Linked DNA regions of Columba livia: region 1 is linked to region 2. Evidence: chromatin contacts called from public Hi-C data. All regions are on one chromosome and are shown on one strand. The core of a region is the stretch at or near the end of the contact, and the rest is flanking DNA. Distances in the headings are between cores, read along the strand shown.

Region 1 (2,700 bases), core at 137-2,636, 42 kb before region 2:
CCAGCTGGACTTTGGTTTTGTTTTTTTTCTTTAGTTTGAACTGAGCAATTTTGTGAGGCTTGGCCAGTGCTGGCACTTGGGGGTTTAACCGTGTTGGCTAAACTAAAGAAGACCCAATGCAGAGCCTGCAGGTAACTGCCTAGCTGAAGCCTGGCTGTCTCAGGCTGGTGCATTTGGGATCCTCTGTCTGTATAAACCTTCCTCTCCGTCTCTGAGAGCTGATCTCTCCAAGCCAACTACTAAAAATCATTTTTGCCTACCTGGGAAGACATGTGGGGATTCACGTCCCAGAGCTGGTATCTTCCCCATGGAGCTGGGTCATGGGCAAGTCCTTGGTGAATTTGAGTGCCTTGTGACAGCTCTGTAGAGATGTGAGAGGATCGTACTCTGGCCAGTGCTGCAAAATACAAGTCATGGGATGATTAAGTAGCATCAGCCCTGCCTGATGGGGCTGCAGGAGATGCCCAGGGGCATCAGGTTGTCTGGGAATTGCTTTACTTGGAAGTGAGCAAAGAAAATCAGGCAGCAAGGAGCGCTCTGCTCTGTTCTGGTTAGACCCACCTGCAGTGCTGGTCCAGCTCTGGATCCCTCAGCACAAGACAGACATGGACCTGTTGGAGAGGGTCCAGAGGAGCCACAGAAATTATCTGAGGCTGGAACAGCTCTGCTGGGAGGTCAGGCTGAGAGAGTTGGGGTGTTCAGCTGGAGAAGAGAAGGCTCCAGGGAGACCTTATTGTGGCCTTTCAGTGCTTAAAAGGGACCTATAAGAAACATGGGGACAGACTTTTTAGCAGGGCCTGTTGTGATAGGACAAGGGGTGATGGTTTTAAACTAAAGGAAGGAAGATTCATGCCAGACATGAGGAAGAAATTTTTCACAATGAGGGTGGTGAAATACTGTCCCAGGTTGCCCAGAGAGGTGGTGGATGCCCCATCCCTGGAGACATCTCAGGCCAGGCTGAACGGGGCTCTGAGCAACCTGATCTGGTGAAGATGTCCCTGCTCATGGCAGGGGCATTGGACTAGATGAGCTTTGAAGGTCCCTTCCAACCCAAACTATTATGTGATTCTGTGAGTGAACCAGCTCTGCCTTCACTCTCCTGCCTGTGCCTTGCTCCGCCATGGTGCTCTTCGTCTCCCAGACTGCTCCCTTTCTGAGGTGCTGCACCATTTTCCAATTTCCATGTCTTTCTTCCTTACCCTTCTGTTTTCCTTCCAGTCATCTGAATTTTGGCATCTTTGTTGTCTTCGCCCACTCTTCGTTACACCCTGGGGCACTTCTAGTGCCTGGGTGGGAGGCTGGCAGCTCCGGCATGCAGCTGGCCGGGCACCGGGAGCACTTCTGCTGTCAGCTGAACACCTCATGCCATGAGCTGCCAATGATCCCGGCTGGGTTTTTGGGCCAGACCTCCCTCGTGTAATACATATCACATGCTCTCTGCTTCGCCTTACATGCTTAGGACATCAAACCCCAACCCTGCAGTAAATCCCATGTGCGAGGGGGTTGTTGAGAGAGGATGGAAGGGAATAAGCAAGCGAGGGAATGACTTGCGCTTGCAAAGGCAAGCGACTGCCTGGCTGTTTTCCATACCCTGCTGCTTACGATGCAAACCTTTCCAAAAGAGTCCCCAAGCACACATCTGCCTTTGCAACACTCTAGAAAGCCTGCATCTTGCAGATAGTCTCTCCAGCTTGGCAGGAGATTGCTGTGAGTCATGTTGCAATTACACTGCTTATTAATATTTGAAAAAAGCAGTGAAGAAAGGACCCTGGTGATGCATTTCCTCCATGTGACATAACTGGGAATGGCTCAAAAGTAATTTTAAGCTGATTTATTTAATCCTGTCTTCTATTTATTTAAATGTTTGGAGGGGAGGGGGGTTTAAGGAAATCCATAGACGAGTCAATCCATTAAACACCACCGCTCTGCTGGCTCCCAACCAGATTTGCTGCTCTCTGCAGAGGAAATAGAAATGACGGACATAGTAGGGGGGTTTTGCACTGGGTGTTTTTGGGAACGATGAGGACAGATTGAGCTAGCAAACCTGCAGCGTCAGTGCCTGTTAGGAAAGGGAACGTGGGGTGCTCTCTCAGCCATTACTCCTGGCCCAGTCCAGTATTTTATGCACATTCACGTTATCCTGGAGCAGATCAGCATCCCCAGAAGCTCTTGGCTCATGGGCTGGGGATCACCGTTTTAGTGTGGGGTCCTATGTGAGCTTAACCCATCAGTTCTCTTATGGGGAATCACCTCCCTTCCTTTTCCAGATAGGGCTCCGCATTTGTATTGAGTAGCACAAGGTGTACACGCATCTTCAGGGTATTTTTTTGCTGTCTTCATCCTGCGATACTGCCCTCCCCCAGGGAACCTGGCTGGGCAGCAGTGCTGATACCGTCTTTCTTCCCAACAAGGCTGAACATCCTTTTACAGAGCCCCTGGCCCCAAGCACAATTTAGATGCTCTCCTGATGCACCCTGAAGCTGTCGCTTCTCGCTAGCTTGTCTCACCAAAGGAGAATCTGGCTTTGGAGGGTCAGTGCTAGTCAGGGCTTTGCACCAGGCTGAAAGACTTTGCTCAGACACCTTGTTTTTAAGGTCTGGTCTTGCTGAGCTGCTCGAAGTCTCTTTGTGCGCTTGCCATAAATAATCAAGCCCAAAGCAAGGAGAGACTCACGCTGGATGGAGCTGGATTCGTGCCCTT
Region 2 (2,700 bases), core at 159-2,658:
AGTGCTGAGGCATGTGCCCGGCTGCTGTGGTTCAAGAGGTTGCAGTTGCATCCCTGGTGTTTTTCAGGCCCTCACCTGATCCCCAGGAACAGGGAGCTGAAGGAATTTGTGGAGTTTTTATGGCTCCTGGCCTGCTTACAGTGGAGCGGGGCTCTGGCAGAGGGCTCTCCAAACAGCCCCACACCAGCGCTGGTTTGGCTGGGATAAAGACATTCCTGTCATTCCCAGGAAAGGGCTTTCCAAACCCGGTCACGGCGGGTTAATTTTAACACTCAAGATGAGTGAACGGTGGCTTCCCCAGCCCTCCGACTGCTCAGAGTGCCAGAGGGTCCGTGTTGCCTGTCCCCAGCCGCTGCCGGGTCATTGCCAGCATGGTCCAGGGCTGCTGCCGGTCCCAGGGTTCTGCCCATTGCTCCTGCTGTGCTTGCCACCACTGAGCGGCCTCTTTCCACGCCAAGGAACAGGGTTTATGGGGAGAAATTCCAGCCAGCTGCCGGAGCACTGAGCTGTAATAGTTTCCTTATGGGTGGCTTCTGACCAGCACCGGCCAGAGCAGCACGGTGCCGCCGGGGCAGCAACGGCAGGGAATCAGGCTGCTTTTCTGGCAGGAGGGGAATAGGCAGCTCAGGCTGAGCCCCTCAGCCCGATTGGGCATTGTTTCACGGCTCTATGCAGCGAGGTGCATGGGTGCTCAGCCCATCCCTCGAGATCCCAGGAGGCCGGGGATGAGGCCTCGGGATGGCGACAGGGAAGGGTTCGTCTGCTGACAGGCCACACGTTTCCCACGGCTCTGTGGTAATCGAGTGCCGTAAGATGTCTCAGAGCTGCTATATAATCACCCCGGAGGGCGTTAAACTTCAGCCTGCACCAAGGTGGTTGCCTGCAGCACACCTATGGCACATGCCTTCCCCAGGTACGGGATGCAGTGGGGGTCAAAAAGCCCTTGGAGGGAGGCAAAACAGAGCCCTGGCCTGGAAGCTGCACCCCCCCAGCACCTCCAGGGATCTGGGGGTGCCCCTGAGCATCGCACAGTGCTGACCCCAGGCCCGGCATCCCTGCGCACACACGACGGGACTCCCCACCCACACCCTAAGAGCATCCCGTGGGGTTCCTCCACTGCTCCGGTGCTCCCCCAGCCAGCGGAGCTGCCCCCGAGTCCCAGTATCCCAAATCATCCCTCGGGGCTCCCTCCACTGCAGCCCTGGGGGCTCCCAGAGCCGTTTTCCCCGCAGCTCCCGGAGCATCACCGAGCACCACCGGGCCTGCCCCCGGCCCCGGCATCCCGGCGCAACACCCCGCACCCCCCGCGTCCTCCACCTCCCCCCCCGGCCCCACGGCGGGCGGCGCATGTGCCGCGCAGGTCCCGCCCTGCTCCGCCCCCGCCACCGCCCCGGGGCGCCGCTCTGCGCGCCCGGCTCCGCTCCGCGTCCCGCTCCGCTCCCCGCTCCGCGCTCCGCACTCCGCTCCGCCGCCAAGGGGCGGCCCAGGGGGGCGGCGGGTCCCGCTCAGCCCCCGGGGAAGGCGCGGGGGGGGCGATGCACCGCGCCGCGCTCCGCCCGGCCCCCCCGCCGCTCCGCCGCCGCCCCGCCGCCCGGGCGCCGCCCGCCCCCCGCCGCCGCTGAGCCTGGCCCGCCGCCGCGGCCTCCCCCGGCGGCGCCGCCCGCCCCGGGCTGCCGCAGCGCCGCGATGGAGACAGCGGAGAAGGAGTGCGGAGCCCTCGGCGGCCTCTTCCAAGCCATCATCAACGACATGAAGGTAGGGACCCCCCCCGCTACCGCCACCGTTCCGCTGCCGTGACAGCGCTTCCCCCGCACCGGGCAGCCCCAGCCCCCGCTCCCGCCGCTGCTGCGAGCACGAACCGACCGGCATCGCGGACCGTATCTCCGCGTCAGCCCCGCGGCGGGTACCGGCGCTCCGCTGTCCAGCCCCGGAGCCGGGTATCGCAACCCCGTGTCGGGTATCGCAGCCCCACATCAGCGCCAGGTCGGGTAGTGGGGCCCCATATTGGGCATCAGAGGCTGGCACTGGGTGTCAGAGCCCCGCATCAACCCCATACCAGGCATAAGGGCCACGTATCGGGGCATGGGAGGTGAGCACTGGGTGCCAGGGCCCCACATCAACCCCATACTGGGCATCTGGTCCCCACTTCAGGCACTGGAAACTGGCACTGGGTGTCAGAGCCCCACATCAACCCCATGCTGGGCATCAGGGGCCTGCCTTGGGCATCGGACCCCACGCTGGGGATCGCAGCCCCATATCAGCCCCGTGTCCGTCACTGGCTACCAGAGCCCCGCATTGGGTATCGGAGTCCTGTATCAACCGTGTAGCCGTCAGTGGGTATCAAAGCCCCATGTCAGGTATCATAGACCAGGCAATGCTGCCCCACATCAGGTACCACTGGCCCCACATTGGGCATCACCACTGATCTGGGGCATCGTGTTGTCCCTGCCACCCTCCACTCGCCAGCTTGGATTTCTGCCGGACCCGCTTGGGTTTGCACCAGTGGAACAAAAAGGTCTCCCAGCTCCTCGATCCCATTTCCCAGCCTGGGGAGGGGACATCGCCTCCACCCTCCCTGGGAGCAGGATGGGGCTGTGTTTAAAAAAAGGCTTTTTTGTTTGTTTTCATTAAAAAAAAAAAAAAAAAAGCTGGGGGGCATTTTTCCCCGGGGGCTGAATGGGGAGGAGCGGACCAGCCGGG

The links. Hi-C and Micro-C count contacts between places; a contact is called where the count stands out from the background.
Region 1: a Hi-C map of liver shows a contact between it and region 2, with 3 times the contacts expected there. The contact joins the enhancer-like site here to the promoter of MTSS2 in region 2. A contact is called at or near these places in 2 of 2 Hi-C or Micro-C datasets (crop and liver).

The regions. Positions count from the first base shown.
Region 1 is chr13:11,561,502-11,564,201 of bColLiv1.pat.W.v2, reverse strand. The region is part of intron 11 of VAC14 (VAC14 component of PIKFYVE complex); the gene reads left to right. Among named protein-coding and RNA genes, the nearest start is that of TRNAG-GCC, 10 kb to the left of the region's middle. Within about 2 kb of position 1,386, at least 1 of the 3 cell types and tissues checked has an H3K27ac peak away from gene starts, as active enhancers do.
Region 2 is chr13:11,519,473-11,522,172 of bColLiv1.pat.W.v2, reverse strand. It overlaps MTSS2 (MTSS I-BAR domain containing 2), which reads left to right and starts at 1,408. Exons shown (of 15, transcript XM_065028983.1): 1 at 1,408-1,755. The coding sequence starts at 1,687.